Linked DNA regions of Danio rerio: region 2 is linked to region 1. Evidence: chromatin contacts called from public Hi-C data. All regions are on one chromosome and are shown on one strand. Each heading gives the region's core, a stretch centred on a gene start, on an enhancer-like site or on the middle of the called end of the contact. The rest is flanking DNA. Distances are from core to core; before and after follow the strand shown. Region 1 holds the start of slc1a2b (solute carrier family 1 member 2b). Region 2 overlaps slc1a2b (solute carrier family 1 member 2b).

Evidence for each region. A called contact is a pair of places that touch in the nucleus more often than the background predicts.
Region 2: a Hi-C map of embryo shows a contact between it and region 1, with 2.5 times the contacts expected there. The contact joins the enhancer-like site here to the promoter of slc1a2b in region 1. A contact is called at or near these places in 5 of 18 Hi-C or Micro-C datasets (caudal fin and embryo) and 1 of 4 datasets of contacts at active chromatin or transcription factors (embryo).

The regions. Positions count from the first base shown.
Region 1 is chr25:40,089,668-40,092,367 of GRCz12tu, reverse strand. slc1a2b (solute carrier family 1 member 2b) reads right to left here and starts at 1,437. Exons shown (of 11, transcript NM_199979.2): 1 at 1,180-1,437. It overlaps pamr1b (peptidase domain containing associated with muscle regeneration 1b), which reads right to left. Exons shown (of 14, transcript XR_012400567.1): 14 at 2,175-2,340.
Region 2 is chr25:40,127,811-40,130,510 of GRCz12tu, reverse strand. It overlaps slc1a2b (solute carrier family 1 member 2b), which reads right to left. Exons shown (of 11, transcript NM_199979.2): 11 at 1-1,724. The coding sequence ends at 1,650. Among named protein-coding and RNA genes, the nearest start is that of cd44b, 17 kb to the left of the region's middle. Within about 2 kb of position 1,335, at least 4 of the 62 cell types and tissues checked have an H3K27ac peak or open chromatin away from gene starts, as enhancers often do.

The sequences.
Region 1 (2,700 bases), core at 188-2,687:
CATTCATGCGCACACACAAACACATACATTCATGCACACAAACACACACATACATTCATGGGCACACACAAACACAAACACACACATGCACACATTCATGGACACAAACACAGATGCATTTATGCGCACACACACATGCATATATGCACACATGTACATGCATGTATCCACATACATACACACACACACATTCATGCACACACACACACATACATTCATGCGCACAAACACACACAAACACACACACACACACACATTCATGCACACAAACACACACACACACACACACACACATTCATGCACACACACACACACACACACACACACACACACATTCATGCACACAAACACACATACATTCATGCATACACATTCACACACTTATGCACACACACTTATGCACACATTCACTCATGACCAAACACACACACACACACACACCTTATTACTGTCAACCTGCAGAATGAGTTAACGCACAATTGACAATATTCTCAAAATTCCAGAAACCTCATCCTCATCATCATCCTCCTCCTCCTCATCCTCCTCCTCCTCCTCCTCAGCGCTTCAGTGTTCATGAACTCTTCCATTGCTGAACCCAAACTGACACACTACAGAGATCAAACACCTCATGATGATAATAATGTTTGAGCGAAAAGAGCTTTCATTTATTCAATATTACTGCAGGAACACATGTGTGCCCATACCGCATCTTCACACAGACACACACACACACACACACACACACACACACACACACACACGGGTCCCTCAACACAATGAACAGACAGTCTGTTTTGTCACTCATGAGGCTTTTGAAGTCCAGCAGGATGAAGATAATGGATTATCTGCATGAAGACTCGTACAATCACACATTAGTCAAGCAGCTCTGCACACACACACACACACACACACACACACGCACACACACACATACACACACACACACACACAGCATGATTGATCAATAAAACTGAACAAAGAGATTCCACAGGAGCCACCGAGAGTCTCCATGAGCCTGTTCCGCTCTCACATCTACTGCAAGACTTCCTGAAGCTTCATCAGAGACAGGTCAATCAGCAGATCAATTAAACAGTCTTCATCATCATCATCATCACGCATACACAACACACACCAGATCACAGTGTTACAGACAAACAGGCGCGCGCGGATGAGACTCACCTGTCAGGCTGGCCGTGTGTGTGTGTTCAGCAGGTGAATGAGCGTGTGTGTGTGTGTTGTCTTCTTCTTCTTGTTGTCGTGTCACGCGCTGTGCTCGGGTGTCGCGCGCGGAGGAGGCTGGAGGAGTGCTCGGGTAATCCGCTGTTCGGAGCTCATGAACCGGCAGACTGAAGCAGAGCAGCTCGGGGACCCTGATGTGTGTGTGCGCGTGTGTGTGAGTGTGTGTGTGTTTACACTCCCGCTGCTCCGCCTCACTGCGAGCCGGTCCTCCTCCGGTCTCCACCTTCAGCTGGAGGATACACACACATGCGCGCGCGCACACACAAATATACAGAGTCCCTACTAACCATGTATTCAAAAGCGTGCGTGTGTGTGTGTGTGTGTGTGTGTGTGTGTGTGGTAGTGGTGGAGGTGTGGGGGGGGGGGGTATTTTACATAAGAAGAAAGCAATGTGAGGCACACAGGTGTACTGGGAGTCACTTGATGCAGTTACACTAGTACTATAACCTGACTTCTGCAGTCTTGATCTGACGCACACACACACACACACACACACACACACACACACACACACACACCACACGGATTAAACCATTAAACAGAATCTATTAAACCCCCAAATCAATGAAGGGAATGGGAAACGCTGTCATCTGTTCACACTCTAGCTGTTCTGCACTCCTCTACAGTGGGCTGTGGGGAGGAACACTGCTCATCCTCTGCTCCATCATCTCTCGGCTGTGTTCTGAGGTCATGAGCTCTTCTTTATGGCTGTAATGTAAAGCTTCAGCAGAAGAAAAGAGGATCACGAACACAACTCTAAGCTCTCAGATTATATTAAGCTCCTCACAACACTTTCACTTCTTCACGACTGTGTCATGCTGCGCTTTTGTTTTTGCTCTTCAGTCATTTAAGTATCATTTATTCCCTTCTGTGATTTATTAAATTGGTTTTGTTCTATATGTTGGTGTGTTGATGAGATTATAAAGCGGATGTCATTCCAGTTTACTTTGGTCATTTTTAATGTAATTCTGCATCACAATTTATTGATGTTATGAACACAGAACTAAAGAAACTGGACTGAAACTGCGGCGTCACGATAGCACTGTGGCCTCACACCAAGAAGGTCTCTGGTTTGAGTCTCGGCTGGGTCAGTCGGTGTTTCTGTGTGGAGTTTGCATGTTCTCCCTGTGTTGGTGTGGGTTTCCTCCAGGTGCTCCATCACAGTCCAAACACATGCGCTATAGGGGAATGTATGAGTGTGATTGAGTGTGTATGGGTGTTTCCCAGTGATGGGTTACAGCTGGAAGGGCATCCGCTGTGTTTGAAACACATGCTGGAATAGTTGGCGGTTCATTCCACTGTGGCGACCCCTCATGAATAAAGGGACTAAGCCGAAGGAGAGTGAATGACTGAATCTTAAACACAACAGATCTTGGAATCAACAGTCAGACATTGAGCTGAACTCTTCTGCACTCTTTCCTGCTTTCTGACTGTGTAGATTGTGTCAGCATGGGTGAAGTA
Region 2 (2,700 bases), core at 86-2,585, 38 kb before region 1:
ACTAGAGTATTTAATGCAGCACGATGAGGGAATACAGCGCTACAGGATTACAAAAACACTTTCATTAAAACGCTCACATCAATTAAACACTATCTCCACGAGTCTACGACTGAACATATCATACTGATGTTACCCACGATCAGAGGCGCCGCTAGGAGTTCTGGGCTCCGTACAGTACATTTCACCCAGTCAGAATCTCTCGCTAGAAAATGCGGGATGGTAGATTTATTGGGGCCCTCGGGGAGCGTCTGAGCCCCCGGTTTCCAGCACTAGCAGCGCCGCTGCCTTCAGTATATACACAAAGTGCAGGGAGGCACTTCAAAACGCATGCTTTACTTTAAAAACTGGTGCGAAACACTAATGTCCATGCAGCTAACAGTGAGATCAAACACGACGGAGGCTCAGGGGCCGACGCTGCACACGTCAGCCTAAATTCACATTACGGTGTTCATATGGCGCTTGTTTTCAAGATTACAACACTGTTTAGTTAGCGAACCGATTAGACACATTAGGGATCTAGAATCCATTTCTGGGATTAGCTGTGATTTCGAATGTGAATCTCTGATTGGCTTGGCGAGGTATGTGAACGCGTGTGATTGGTCGATCGGACAGTGATGATTTGCAGCATGACGGGGCTCAGAAACAGTCGTCTGGAGGAGATGAAAGAGGACGGACATCCAGAGGTAGCGTTTTGGATCAGCGCACATATAAAATCCTCTTTAAGATGATTCATCGTGATACCGCCAGTGATTCGAGCCTTGGTGAGTGTGTTTTTCTGAGGTAAACTCTTTTAAAAGGGATGCGAAAGTGCGATAAATGAAATAAAAAACAGCGTCAGCAGTAAAAGACACGAAGGCATCAGGTATTTAAAAACACTGGATTATAAAAACAGGTAAACATCGATCCTCTCCAGCATGCGCTTCACTCTGCAGCAGGAGTGCTCATGTCCCTGACGGATACACCGGGGTTATGGAGGAGCCTGAGTTACTTCTACATCTCATCAGCCTTGGGGAATGTTCTGAGCAGATGTGGGCTAGTTTAGAGATGGCTGTGTAAATCGGTTAATGAAGCCAAACCTGGTTTAGCGTATATAAATGAGCCGCGTCAGTTTGATAGATGCACTTCTGGAGCTCGTGGTTTGGTTGTGCAATATAAATATATATATATTTATGACTTGTGCTTTATTAGGAATGAAAGGTAAGGCTTGCATTGCATATTTCAGTACATCTGAAGGGCTCTGGTTAAACCTGAACTGTAAATATACTGGCCTGTGCTCTTGAGACGCACACACACGTGTGCCGTACGGTCGTCTGTGTCCTAGCAACACCCTATGAGGCTGATGAGAAACGCTGTGATTGGACAGAGAGGGTCTACGGTGAGCGAGGAGGTTGATACGGTGAGCTGCTACAGGCAGTGTGTGTCTGGAAAACACTCCTCAAACATGAAGGTGTTGAAGTGTACTGGCGTGGAGAATACTTTACACAAGCGTGTCAGCTTTTGGCCTCACATTCTCGTGTTACGCGTGTTTAGATTTAGTTAAAGAGGTTAGAAACGAACAGGAGTCATCTAGGAAAGCTGTTTGTGCTCTATGTGCATGGATGTAGGTTGGTTGTCTCTGCTTTTGGGTTGGGTCGGGTCGGGGGGGGGGTTTAATCGTTTTTCCAGGGTTCTTCCTCAACGACTGTGATCTCCGCAGTCGAGCCGTTGGTGGCCGCCAAGGTTACCTGAAACATCACACACATCTGAGCACACGGCCAGAAAACACACACACATGTCTGGAGCAAAGATTTCTGGGACTAGCTGATGTTCACTTTCTGCTAAATCTGCAGCCTCTAGTTCTAGATTAATAAGACGTGTCCTTGTGAACATCACTGATACTAGTCTCCAAATGGAGCCCAGATTCTGATTGGTTGTTCAAGTATTTAGTTCTCTTTGCTAGTATAAATCATCCTGAAAGTTCCTCCTTATCGTTCCTCATAATCCACTCCTTCATTTCTGCAATATAACATGGCAGTCAGTGCTACTGCTTAGAAATCTGTGCTCCAAAACTAAAGCTGTTCCATATAACTGTGATAAAAGCAGACAATCGAACACTCAACGACAAATACACACACTGTGATATGATAAAAAAACTTGCATTAATGAATACAAACACAAGGTACAACCATCTTACAAGCATGTGTGAGTGGTTATGTGGCGGGGCCTCTACGGTGGATTGCAGTTTTAGATAACCTGGGTTAGTTTGGGTTAAGTTCAGATTCACATTCAGAGTGCGCAAACACAAGACAACAGCAGCAGGAGCAGAGATGACGAGAGAACCCAGAACACAAGCTAACCATCTCACAACATGAGCAAAACTGATGTCGACTGATAAGCCCACGTATAAAAATACCAGAGGAACTTACAGATCATACTGGAGTGTTTTTGATCTGCACTATAGTAAAGTACATTGATTTATCCAACATGGAGATTCTACAGTTGCTATGGTAACACAACAACTGTAGTAACTGATATATTGTGGCGATTCTACAGTTGCTATGGTAACACAACAACTGTAGTAACTGATATATTGTGGCGATTCTACAGTTGCTATGGTAACACAACTGTAGTAACTGATATATTGTGGCGATTCTACAGTTGCTATGGTAACACAACTGTAGTAACTGATATATTGTGGCGATTCTACAGTTTCTATGGTAA